Regions from separate parts of the Mus musculus genome. Here region 1 is linked to region 2. The links are chromatin contacts, called in public HiChIP or PLAC-seq maps. All regions are on one chromosome and are shown on one strand. Each heading gives the region's core, a stretch centred on a gene start, on an enhancer-like site or on the middle of the called end of the contact. The rest is flanking DNA. Distances are from core to core; before and after follow the strand shown.

Region 1 (6,872 bases), core at 608-3,107, 40 kb after region 2:
AGTGAAAGTGGGTGCATGGAGGTGAGACCTACTTTGCGCATCTCTGCACTCCCTCTAAGGCAGCTGTTCTCAAACTGAAGGTCATAAGCCCTTTGGGAGTCAAACGACCCTTTCACAAGGGTCACCTACAACCATCAGGAAATACCGATGTCTAAATTATGATTCAAAATAGTAGCAAAATTACAGTTACAGAGTAGTAGCAACAAGAATAATGTTATGGTTGGGAATTACCACAACATGAGGAACTGTGCTAAAGGGTGGCAGCATTAGGAAGGTTGAGAACCCCTGCTCTGACGGCTGCTGCAGAGCACTGGCTGAGTTAGTGATAATGCTTTAAAAGTTGGACCCATGTTAGGCTGTAACTGGGTCTGTCCCCAGTTGACATCTCCCTTTCCTTCCTGGAAAACTAAGCTTGCCGCAGAGACTCGAGTTTCTAAGACCCTCATCAAGGAGAATCTCATTTCCCATTGGCTGAGCATGAGATGAGTTTAGGCTTACCAACTTAGGGCTTAAATGTACCCAGCGCATCAGACTTACTTTACCATGAACATCTCTCAGGATGAGTCAGGTATAGTTGTTATTTGTGGATTGCATTACTAACATGTTTGTCTAATATTATGGCCAAGATGGATGAGGTGGGTATAGACTTACATGGCATCCAGGTTCTTTTCTTCTTGGTTCCCTTCCTGAGGCAGGTGACTGTGTCACATAGGTGATTTTAGGTTCTTTCTCACACCAGATCTCTAAAATGGATTGTCAGGCTCCCTAAAACTTAGATCTGGCTCTCTGTGACACAGGGTTTATTTGAGGTTCTCTTTGAGATAGGATCTCTCAATAATGCTGACTTGCCTGGGATTCACTGTGTGACCCAAGCTGACCTTGAGCTCACAATTCCCCTACCTCAGCCTGGGTTGAGAGTCCAGCATCTGCCCCATTGTTGTCCAGCACCAATTCAATTATTTCAAGCGCTTAGAGACAATCACAAACAGTGCTTATGTGATTTCTTTTTTAATATCAAACATGGCTTCTGACCGCTCCAGAAAGGCTACGGAAATGCCTAAGGAGTGTCCAGCTTCTCCCTTGCAACTGCCCCAGTGACCTTAGAATTCAGCCTACGTAGTAAAGCTGGCTTCCTTTCCAGTCTTACCATATTTATTTGATCCTCTTACGTAAATTAGACACTCTAATGAGCAAAGTGTTTTGATTTGCTTTTCCTGCTGCTTCTGTTGATGTTACCATGGGCCAAAAGCATATTTACAAAAATCCCTTTACTTTTACTGAGCCTTGGTTTTTGTTTTTGTTTATGGTTTTGGTTTGGTTTTAATTAGATAAGATTCCCCTTTTCTGGGTGTTTCTTTTCTAGAAATTATCCATCTGATCCACTGAACTGGTTGGAGTCTACTGGTGCCTCTGGAATCCTTACTGGCCTTTCATCCTGTGAGTTCATTGTGATGTCTCTGCAGACACAATAGCTGAGTGCTGTGTCCCTCAGTAATTTACTACCCTGTGCAGGTGGAATCCAGACCCTATTAGCAATAACTTTCCATTCTTCCTGTCAGAAGGGACACTTTGATAGACTCCAGGTCTTTCAGGGTTCTTGAAATCTTGGCTTGTATAGACAGAGTTTGCAGCCTGACCAGGCTTCTCACCCCTAAATATCAGCAGCACATAGATGAGTGAGAATCTGCCCTCACAGGGCCCATCACTTCTGCTTCTGCCTCAGGTTCCTCCTTGTTCATTGGAAATCAGTCAAGAATAGAACTTCTCTCATTCCTCCGTCAACTGAGGATTGGGTCTTTCCGTGCGTGAGTTAGGTCAAGGGTGTGTCATATGTACTTTTTAATTATATCAGTTCCATGGGAACATGTAGGGACAGTTGTATCCCACTTCCACTTGTGTCTTCTGTCTTTGAGACTGACTTACACAGCAGGGTGAATCACATACTTCCTCTATTGACAATGACAGCACGTCATGTAATTTTTCTCTTGCAGTACAAGAACTTCAACCTAGGGCCTACTGCCAAACTACAGCCCCGGCCTGTTTTTTTCACCTTTGGATTTGGAGATAGGGGCATAATGAAGTTGCCCAGGCTATCCTTCAACTAAGTTCGCATTCCCTTTCAACCTCACTGACTTCTGTGAGGAGCTGTTGAGTGGCTCATTTATTCTACCATCCCTAGAGCCACGCTTGCCTTACTTCAACCCTACACTCTCTTAACCTGCCTTGGTATCTCAGATTCCCTTTGCTAATTGGCACCTTGGTAGGCTTATCTGGTGTGAAGCCCTAGCAGATATTGTAGGTAGAAGGAGGGTAAAGCCTGGGAATATCACTTTGGGGTATTGATTCCAGATGTGTACCTCATCAGAATCACAGATTAGCTGGGGTCATAACGGGAGGACACCTACATGGAGGAAGGGAACGCCTATGTGTGCTGAGAGGCTCCTGAAATGGCCACCCGTCAATAAGAAGTTCACAGAGGCCATGATTGATCTGCTTCTTGAGGAATATATTGGTGTCTTCCTGGTGGGTACCTATGATGGACATGCATGGAAGAATAAAGTAAGCAAATGGCTATGGGAAACTTAAGTAGGTGTACTTAACAAACAAGAGGAATTTGTTAACATGATGAGATAAAGCCCTTCCCCAAACCCTAGCCCAAATTATATATATCCTGGGCGCACTCATGATGAACCCTCTTTAATAGCCTCACTGAGGAAATTGTACCTCCTGGTAAAAGGGAAGTCCCTGGAGTCCTAGAGTTCTAGATTGCAGAGGAGTAACCCATATTAGAGTGACCAACCTACTTAGCATGCCGGGCTTCCAGAGAAGACCAATCACCCCTGACTTACAGTGATTTTTTTTTTAATTTTTTCACTTTGCTATAGAATAAAAGTGATAGAATTTCAGTAGAAACAATACTTTAGATTTTGAAATTTGATCTTTTCCTAGGCTACCAATACACAATCCAGGACTGTTAATTGTTCTTCTGCAGGCTGCTGGCTTTCAGTGTCTCAAGCACCCTGAAGGCAGGCCGGGCTCTGTTGTGTTTTGTAGTTTAGATATGTTTGACACATTTTTCAATGTGATATTTTCAGCTTGCAATAGGCTTATTGGACTAAACCCTATTGTAAGTTGAGGAATATCTGCCTTGTGTTTGATGAGAAGGCACTGTGACTTACAAAGTGACTGAAAGTCTGTATATTAGCAAGGTTTGTATGCATGCAGAGGAATTGCTCCAGCTGGTTTAGGTAAAGAATGGTACCAAAGAATAGGACTCTCAGAATCATGGATGGACCATGAACTGAGCATCCTAAGTGGCTCTCACAACAACATAGCAGAATTGCCCAACTTACAGTCCAAGAGCAGGAAGATGCTGTCGGGATCACGTCTTTAGCTGTTGCTCAGTGCCACACTAGTTCGACCTTGGTCCCTGACTACCACATGGATGCTTGTTCTTATCCCAGATATGGGGTCCGGTTTCCAGCAAAGCTTTGCATGGGCCCATCTGTTTCATCAGAGCCCAGATAATGCGACCACACCCCAGCAATAAGAAGCCAGGAAACAAGGGTTCTAGTGTCTTATGTAGCACTCTAGATTAGAAGTTTAGGAGTTACCCCTTAAGACCTTAGATGTAGGGGTGTGCTCACAGGATTCTGGGCATGCGCAAATGATAGGACTCGGCCTTCAGGAAATACATATTAAAAGGATGAGGACAAAGGATGAAATTTGTATGTTTAAGAACCATTTTGGTGAAACCCCTTAGTTTTTTTAGTCAAAGCCAACCTCCATGACTTCATATGGGGCCATGAGATGGCTGGTTTCTTCAGTTGTCCCATAATAAGCCCCCTGCAGTCTAACCTCTGCCTGAGTCTGCTTCCTGGAGCCCCATCCTATTATACTCAGCATCTGTAGCAACCACATAGGCAGATGCCCACATGCCACGTCCCACGCCAAGAATGTGCAGCTGCCAATTGCTCCCCGCCAGGTAATGTCTGGTGTCTGCTGCTTGGAAATGGCTTCAGTCATTTAAAAACTTGGTGTAAATTTTTACATAATTTTTTAACCTGAAAAAGTAATTGGATTCTAGTTAAATATGCACATGGTAAAGCACTTAGGGTAAAGTATAGACATGTGCCTTTTTTCTTTCTTTTTTTTTTTTTTTTTTTTTTTTGAAATGCACCAAAAATAGGATGAATCATCAGGATCCGAATCCCAGCCTAATGGCTTTCCCAGCTGCCCCAGCTGCCCTCCCCATTCCACTCTTCTGGCATTTCCCGGAGTGAAAGTTTTACACACTTAATGTGATGCCCATGACCCCGGAGGACCCAGATGAAAGGCTGCTGTCCTGAGTCTCGCTCTTACTGTCTGTCTTCCGTTTCTAGATGAGGAAACAGAGGCACGAGGTCGCAGAGTTGAGCTGGAACACTGACCTCTGGCTTGGCTCCGCTCCAGCTCCATCTAATTTCCTAAGAAGCTGACACCTCTAAGACAGTGTTCAGGTGGTGTGAATCAGGCAGATGGCATCCGCATCCACGGGTCTTGGGGAGTAGTGATCATAGCACTGATAACCTAAGTTCATCATGTGGGTGGGAGCTGCAGGGCTTCACACACCTCATGCAGTAGAAGCTACTAGACCACCTTGTGGATAAAGTGTTACAATCACACCCTCTCCCCACTTTTTTTTTTTCAGTGCCTGTAGTTGCCTGACAGTTTGCTGCAGGCTTGGGGACACATAGTAGGCAAGTGTTTGACCACTGAGATACACCTCAGCTCTAGCCCCTGTTAGCTCCCATTTTCCAAAGCAGGCAACTGAGGCTTTAAAGGGGTCTATAATTTCTGGATACTACTAAAAGCTGCTAAAAAGCAAGCTGGAGCCTCCCGCCTGCGTCCCTTCAGAAGCCTTGCTTTTAACTTGAATGGTGCTGCTGACAAACCTACAAAAGATCTCATGTTTCAAAGGCCTCACTCATTCAAAGCCCATGCCCCAAAGTAAAGAGTGTCACCTCAAGGAAAGATGTCATTTGCAGGGAAGGTGTGCCCTCCACTAGTAGGTAACCTGTGTCTGAGGTATAGGGAGGACATGGAGCAAGAGGCTGTGATAGCGGGGCTTGGTGATCAAGAGAAGCCTCCTTAAATCGAGATTTATGGGCTGTTCTTGGTGCCCCCTGCTATCTTGGTGCAAGATAGAGCCCTATTACTGAGTCCTTCAGAGACAAGCAAAGCAGTGTCTTCCCATGGGGAAAGGGATGGAGAAGTTGACTCAGACAACAGTGGGTCCCATGCTCAAGAGCCTGCTGACACCGTGAGAACTAAAATTCTAAAATGCATGTTGGTGAGAGAAGCCATCTGATGCTGTCTCTGGTCCTTCGGATGGAAGGGTTATCTGGGATGCAGGACAACCAGAGGATCCATCCATTTTGTACTCCCACAGGAGTACCTAACTCTGCATGAGCCAGACAGAGGCCACATTTCATGATGGCACCATGGTTCTACAGGTCCATGCTGATTGTGCCACCCCCTAGAGAAGCTGGGTTATAAAATCATTATATGGAAAGCACTTGGCAGTCAGACACTGGGCAGGGTAGATGCCAGTTCAGCCAGATGAATTTGTGTTTCACTTCACTAATATTAGAGTAAATGATTACTTCCTGATTATGCTTTACACTAAAACTAAAAGGATTTATTCTCAATTCCCATATAAACAACTTATAAAGAGCAGAGGATATTGGCAGATTTCATTACACATCAGAAGCTTAATCTTCAGGAAAACGAACCTATTTAGATAAATTTTAACTTCTCATAATTATGTTTCTACTTTAGTTGGAATTGCACTACATCTTTATATTAAATAGTGTTTTTCCGGTTAGTATTTCTAATTTACCAACTAGGAGACCATACTTTTTCTCTCTTTCTTTAAACCTTACCTCATTTCTCCTATTAAGGCTGCATAATTTGAATGTCTTTTATGGTCATTATAACCACATAATTCACATCTCTATTTTGATAGCTTTTAGGATACAATAAGTTTCTATTCCACTACTGAGATTAAATAATTCAGCTGATTTTTGTGTTTATAAGGAACACTACTTTATTTTGATGAGCACAACTATTTCTTCAAAGAAAGTTGATGTTAATTTTTGATGAACTTTATGTCATAATAATCATGTCACCAAACGATGGGAACGAGTTAGTCATATAATCTTCAAAACAGCAATCCCTGGGTGTCTTAGTTAGGGTTTCCATTGCTGTGAAGAGACACCATGACCAAGGCAACTCTTAGAAAGGGAAACATTTAATTGGGACTGGCTTCCTGTGTCTAAGGTTCAATCCGTTATCATCATGGCTGGGAGCATGGCAGCATCCAGGCAGGCATGATGCTGGAGGAGCTGAGAGTTCTACAGCTTCATCCAAAGGAAGCCAGGAGCAGACTGGCTCCCACGTGGCTAGGAGGAGGGTCTCTAAGCCCACCCCCACAGTAACACCCTTCCTCCAACAAAGCCATCCCTACTAACAGTGCCACTCCCTACACCAAGCATATTCAAACCACCGCACTGGGCAAGCAGCTCTTTCATAGGCAGCAGTGACGGGTTGGTTAGTAATCTCCTTATAAGGTACAATTTCCCCATTGTGGCAGGAATTGGGGAGACACAGATCAAAACAAAGAAATGCTCTTTTGTTTTTAACATGCCATTACACACAGTCCCCTTCTGTGGAGAGCCCTTCCCCGCAGTGTACAGGAATGTGTAGTATTATTGCAAAGGAGCTGGAGATGTAGCTTAAAGATGGAGTTCTTGTCCAGCATGTGTGAAGCCCTATATTCAATCCTTAACGTTGCAAAATATAAAAAGAAAATGATTTAAAGAAATTGTTGG
Region 2 (6,914 bases), core at 3,078-5,577:
AAACCCTGAAGCACGATGCTGAGTGGAAGAGGGGAGGGCAGAGACAGCTCTCTCATTCCTGATTTTAGAGGAAAGGCTTTCCGCACTCAGTGTGATGTTGGGACGGGTTTACTGTGGTTTTATTATATTAAGGTAGATTATTTCTGTTCCTAGCTTTCCCCGGGGATTTTAGAGTTCTCAGTCCCAATGGCAGGAAACTCTATCTCCAGTGGGTAGCACTAGAAAATGGGGTACTTGTTGACCTCAGACTCTTGACTGTCAGGACTTTGCAGTTATCCTCAGGTGACAGGCGCTAAGCTCTGAAGACAGGGCTACTACCTAGTGCACCCTTCTCTCTCTGAGATGATCCTCTGTCCCGTTGCTTTAGCTCCTCAGGATGTCTGTATCCAGCCTTCTTCCCCTCGGTGGTTGCCTTCCATGCTGTCTTCCCTCTGACCATGCGACAGGTTGTCTCCAGGCACCCTGACTTGTTACTGTTCCTGGCTCTTAGGCCCCCAGTGCACATCCGTGTTCAACAACAGGTTCCCTTTCAAGATGGCCCATTCCAGCCGAGCTTCTGCAGAACGCAGCTCCCACCTGTCCTGGTGCCCTTGTTCTGTCACATCAGAGCACAACAAATGACATTAGAGTTGTACCTGAAAAACATTTTCTGTGTTTAACTGGATTTCCAATAATGTGTCTTTCTCAAATGAAACCCTCCATCTTTCAATTCATTCAATATGCATTTCCAGAGAAGGTGCCGTTATCGAGCTTTTGCCCACAGACTGCAAAGCCCCTCACCTCACCGCCCCTACCCCACCCGAGGACCTGTTCATCTTGACCATTGCTCATAGAGGCTCTCCACCAGGACTTTCTGAGGACCTTCCCTGGGACTCCAAGTCTTTGGGCTTCACATCCAAAGCTGAGTCTTGTTCTTGCCCAGTTTGGATGGGTTTCCAGTTTGACATCTATCTTGCTACCTCTGCCCTTAGGGATTTCAGTCCAAGTGAGGATCTGGGAGGCTAGAGGCAAGGGTCCAAATGAGAGCTGTCTTCATCCAAGTCCCCTCTCGAAGCAACCCTGAACAAGGATAGTAGGAAGTGGTTTACATAGGGATGGATTCCAGGAGCCCTTGGGGATGTTGATGTGAGATAGGAGGGAAGTGGTCTTGGGGAGGAGGTTGTGAATCATGAGAACCACGTCCTGCTCATCTGAGACTGGGAGAGTGTGGAGATGGTCTTCATGGACCATCTCCCTCAGTCATAAGATGAAGGCTATTGGAGGTGGAGGGCGGGGCGGGGTGATGCCAGGTACTTCGGACCCACTGAAAGAGCCAGGGACAAATGCAGATACTGGCAGTGTGACACAGTCTCATCCACATTGTTTGCTGTGGGGCTGAGGCTCCAGGTTAACTCATGACATGCTGTCTTGTGTCTGAGCCATATGGCCCTAGTTAGCTATGTTCAACATTTACAAATGTCTCCTTTTTCAAAGAGAGTTTGAAAGTCAGATGTAGGACTCCTGTTAACTCCTTTAGCCTTCGATTTTTTATTCCAGGGGAAAAAAAAAGATGCCTTCAAGGGATTCCACTTTTGAGACAGGACTGTTCTCTGTCTTGGCAATGGCTGGTGAAATTAAAGAATTTTGGCTTTCAGTATGCTTTAGTGGTCAGAAAGGATTTTAAACAATTCTGTACACATACACACGAATGTGCGTTATTATAAAAAGTTACTTATTTAGAACCTTATATATATATATTACTGTACAGTTGACTCTCCATACTGGCCAGTTTTACTTGGATCTAATAATTTGAATAACTTTGGATAGAAAATATTTGATATTAGAGAGATGGCTCAGTGGTTAAGAGCATTGACTGCTCTCACAGAGGGCCAGAGTTTGACTTCCAGTACCAGCATGGCCAGTTCACAACCATCTGTAACTCCAGTTCCAGGGGACCTGACACCCTCTTTTGGTTTCTGAGGGTCTTGCACAGACATAAATGCAGTCAAAACACCCAGGCACATAAAATAATTAAAAATGCATTAAAAAGAAAAAGAGGTCTTTATTGAATGTGCATGGAGTTCTGATTTTCCCCTAAGCAGCAGAGCATAGTAACTGGTCATGTAGTGTTGTATTGTATCAGTGTTGTATTGTATCAGTGTTGTATTGTATCAGTGTTGTGTTGTATCAGTGTTGTATTGTATCAGTGTTGTATTGTATCAGTGTTGAATTGTATCAGTGTTGTATTGTATCAGTGTTGTATTGTATCAGTGTTGTATTGTGTCAGTGTTGTATTGTATCAGTTCTAAATCCTCTAGAGGTGGTGTAAGTTGCACAGGAGAATGTATAGATTATATGGAGGGCAGCATTTATGTAAGAGTTTTGGCAATGTGAGTTTTGGTAACTTGTAGGGCCCTGGGACCTGCCTAAGGTTCCTAAGGATGCCAAACTAAGAAATACTTGTATAGTGTTGAGCAAATAGGCTTGGGGTAATGATATTCTTAAGTGCATTAAATGGCATTTTTATTATTTTGGCGTATAAAACTCTGAGTTGGAGTAGAAGTATGGCCTATGTCACCTTGATCTAGAAAGAGAGCAAATATTGTAATCATTTATATACCCCCCTCAGCATTGTGAAGAAACAGAATTCTACAAACTTCAGATCCCCTGTTTGAGTCCAGCTAGGAGCCCAGGTGAGACCTGGCAGGCTCAGAAGCCTGTGGGAGCATTGAGTGGAGGACACGAGTGTGCAGAGGCTGGGCGAGACAGCACAGGCTACACCAACTGTCAAAGATGAGTCTCATCCTGAGGAAGGGGACTCTGGGAGAGATGGAGGGTGCTAGGAACACTTGCCTCTGGAAACTTTGTGATGTTGAGAAAGTCAGCAAAAGAGATAAAATGGAGGATCCTGAAGAAAGCAAAGGGCATCCCAACAGAGGGCAGACGACCCTGAGAGCAGACCCAACTGATAAAGAAATGACACCATTTTAACACTAGAGGGCGTGCTTGAATCAGGAAACCCAGTCAGCCACCCAGGCGCTGCCCTTGCTTGCACCGGATCTAACTAATGGTCAGAAAAGAAATGTGGTGCAAACCCAGGAAGCAGAAGTGTACTAAGCAGAGCTACAGCCTGAAGAAAATAGAGTTTGAAAGTCAAAGCATTTCCCATCATAAATGTTGTTATCATCTCTTAGGTGTAAACACACACACACAATATCAATCTTTCCCCCCCCCCCCCCCAAGGGAGGCTACAGAGAGAACTCTGTGGTTAAATTCTCTTTCAGAGGATCCAGGTTTGATTCCCAGCACCCAGGGAGCAGTTCACAACCATCTGTAATTCCAGTTCCAGGGCGTGTAAGGTCCTCCCCAAGTGTCCAACATGCAAGTGCTGCACAGACATACATGCAGGCAAAACACTCAGACACATAAAATGGTGATGATAATAATGGACTTAGAAAGGAAAAATGAGAGTGGATTTATAGTCCTCTTGTATGTGGGACTTTGCAGTTGTTGTTAACCTTGGGCTGTGGGGCCGAGAGTAGTTTTCCAATAGAGTTGAACAGCAGCCACCATCCAGCCTAGGTGTTCTCCTGGCCACTGGCCCATCAAGATGAAAAGTCTTAGCTATTGCCCCTCAAGCCTATGGGGCTTTGTGTCTACTTGTACCTGCTAGGATGGAAGAGGAATTTTGCCACATTTCTTCTGAGGATAAATTGAAAAGGAAAAGATCCAGTGATGTCCCTTCTGCTTCCTGGTTCATTCTTCTTACATCTGTGAGCTGCATCCTCTAAGCAGTTAGGTTGTTCCGAGGCCACCATGCTATGAGGAAGCCAACCTTAGCCAGAGAGGCCGATGACAAAGTCCGAGCTACATGGAGAAGCGACCTACTGCTTGCCAGCTGCCAGGCCATGCCTCCTCTCACCCCCCAACCCCACATTCTAACTCCAGCTACCATCTGGCCATGGCCTCATCCGACACTCTCAGCCAGAACTGCTCTGCTAAATTCTTCTGGAATTCCAGACCCTGAGAAACCATGGCAATAAGGAAATGAGTATTGTTTTAAGCCACCGAGTCTTGTGGTCTTATTACACAACAATGGATAATTAGGATGAATAAATCCTTAAGGAATAAAAACGAGTTCCAGAGAAAAACAGCAGCTTTACTTAACAACCTTTTATGTTCGTTTTTTGTTTTGGACAGTTCTCGAAGAAGCTGACAGTACAGAACATGTCGATTTTGGAGAAGAATTATGTCCTTCTTTGACTTGGCTTATAAACTAACCTTTCCCCTGAAGAAGAATTGAGATATTTTTAAATGACTTCCTTTTCCTTTTGTCTTTCTGTTTTGTAGCTGGGAAGGTTTAACTCTCCATGGCTTTTGGCAAAAGATGTGGGACAGATTGTTAGAACCATTCACTACGTCCATGCCTGAGACAAAGGTGAAAGGATGCAGGAATCTGTAGTACATTGCACAGAGGTATGACTGATTGGTTTCTTCCAGACTGGATGTGAGATTTACTACTGAACAAAATTCGGTAGGGTATAGGTGAGCATAGTAGAAGCCCTTGGTTATGCAGGGCCCACCACTTCTCCAAGAGGCTGCAGTTGAGGACATCTTTGACTCCATAGCTTGCTGGAACAAACCACTTCTCAGCCGCCTCGTCTTCAAATTCATCTACATTAAACTTAGTGAAGCCCCGCCTCTTTGAGATGTAGATCTTCCAGCAGCTAGGGAAATGGAACTTGGTTCTAGGCGGGTCCTTAATCGTATGTTCTTTAGAATGTGGCTTGGTGCAGATGGATATGATGACCCAGCAGATGTGAACCCTGGCCACTGTGCCTTGGGGCTTCTCAGAGGCATGCACACCTGTCTGGAGCCTAGAGTCGGGACAGCGTTGAGATTAGAGACAAGAATAACTGCCAGGAAATTGTCTCAAAGGTCCCTTAGGAAAGCAGACTGTGTAACTACCCATGTGGGCAGTGCTGGCAAGTTTTGCTGCCAACTTTAGATGCAACCAGCGTGCTAATCCCAAGGAAACACTTCCCTGAGCAAGTTGCCTCTGAGGCCCAGGGAACCCCTTCAAGTTAGGCATCCTCACAGGATGGAGCCTCCGATGGGTAGAGCTTTGCCCTCCGGACTCCTTTTGCCTTGTCTCAGGACAGTGCAGGGGGTTCTGTGGCATTAATTGCTTTAATAATCTCACTTGCTCTCTCAGCGCCGTCTGAATGCCCTCTTGGCTTCAACTTACTTCTGCTAAATAAGTTAGTGTGTAACTTTTACATTCCATTTCACTCTTGTTCTAAGGACGCAGGCATAATTAAGGCAGCTTCTTGATCGAAATATTATGTAAATGACCCCTATTCCCGGTCCTGGTGGGATCCCTGCTTGCCACTCAACGTTGGTTTTACCTTACCAGTGATTAACACCTGCTATAAAGCTAGATAATTACAACTAGCTGATTTCCTCATACCAACACCTGTACCTTCAGACATCTTCCCTGGGGTTTCAGTGGCCTGCTCTCTGAAAATGTCTTTGTCACCTTTTGTCTATTGCTCCAATCTGTTTTCTCCTGCGGGGTCACCAGAGTGACAGGGACATTTGACCTAAGTCGTCATGTCCTTCTCATTCACTTCATTCTGCCTGTAGCATCCTCTGGTGCTGAGGTCCAGTCTCCACTTTTATCTTTGATGAGAAAGAAATCTCTTCCATCTTAAGTGCTGGCACAGGATTCCTCACCTCCAGTCTCAAATTGCCCCTCCTCCAATTTCAATCTCTTGGTCCCAGACAAACCTCTTCATGTTACAGACCAAGAATAATTCCATTTCAATGAGAAAGGAACCTTTTTTTTTCTTTTTTGAAACAAACCATTTCAGTAGCTATCAAACCTGTTTTTCTAAATATGGCCACATCTTTTGTTTCTGTACACTTTTGGATGGTTCAGGTTTATCACAGTCTTATTAAGAGCGGCACCCAGAATTTCTGAGCAGAATGTCAGAGAGTGGCCTGGACTCTTTTGACCTTTAGCTTCCTCATTGTTAATGTTCCATTTTCTGGATACAGTGTTATCAATAGATTGTGATTCCACAGCCATCTCTTGGGTGCCTCAGTCTAGATCTTCCATGGAGCCACAGTCGGCTCATTCAAAAACGAAATGGTTGCCCACACTGACACCAGTCCCTCCAGACTTAATGAGGCCAGTAGGTCAGTAGGTCAGAGTGCCTGTATCTCATATCTAGATCCCAGGCCTTATGACCTAGGAAGGGTTGGATAGTTTTCTTTTCTCCCTTCATTATCTATTTGAGGATATGAGTTTTAGGGTAGAGAATTTTTTATTCTGACAGAATTAGCCATTTGTTTCCAGTAATTTTTCAACCAATGTTGGGCTTTTCAAGTTCAACTCACCTTTCCCCAAATGTAATAAATTATCCCCTTGCCTCACACCTCCTCCTGAAAACCACATCTGTCCCCTTCTCCTCGGGTCTGGAGCAGTTGGCTATAGCTTCCATTCTCTAGGTTGAGTCAGTAGGTTCAGGCCCCTGTCACGTGACCTAAGTATTTCTTCTGCCTCTAGTGCCCTATCCGGATCAGATTGTCAGTGATCAGTGTAGATGTGCAGTCATTTGCCCAGTCCCCATCTGGCTTATCTTTCCATGGTAATCCCCAGCCAGGTTCCTGGGGCTGACTGGCAGCAGACAGTACTTTTGTTTTTCTTTCCAGCCACACCCTCTCTTAGCCAACCTGTTCTGACTATGTGAAATGCCTTTCCCCACCATACCCCAGCCAAAACAGCACCCATCTTTTATGTCCCTGGGAAATGGCCCATGTCTAAAACAGAACTCCATTTGTGTTCTTGTAGTGTCCAGCATAGAGTCTGAACAGAGACAACTGGGGTACTGGTTAAACTGAGCAAACAAATAAATTTCTTATTCTATTTC

The links. HiChIP or PLAC-seq counts read pairs in DNA pulled down with a chosen protein or histone mark.
Region 1: a contact with region 2 is called in an H3K27ac HiChIP or PLAC-seq map of microglia, with 4 times the contacts expected there. The contact joins the enhancer-like site here to the promoter of BC039771 in region 2. A contact is called at or near these places in 4 of 484 Hi-C or Micro-C datasets (forebrain, macrophages and nephron progenitors), 2 of 115 datasets of contacts at active chromatin or transcription factors (embryonic stem cells and microglia) and 3 of 9 other capture datasets (adipose tissue, liver and pancreatic islet).

The regions. Positions count from the first base shown.
Region 1 is chr2:145,739,079-145,745,950 of GRCm38.p6, forward strand. The region is part of intron 3 of BC039771 (cDNA sequence BC039771); the gene reads left to right. Among named protein-coding and RNA genes, the nearest start is that of Gm34513, 19 kb to the left of the region's middle. Within about 2 kb of position 1,858, at least 25 of the 459 cell types and tissues checked have an H3K27ac peak or open chromatin away from gene starts, as enhancers often do. A contact at or near this core is called in macrophages and microglia, where this site is marked.
Region 2 is chr2:145,696,868-145,703,781 of GRCm38.p6, forward strand. BC039771 (cDNA sequence BC039771) reads left to right here and starts at 4,328. Exons shown (of 4, transcript NR_033220.1): 1 at 4,328-4,455.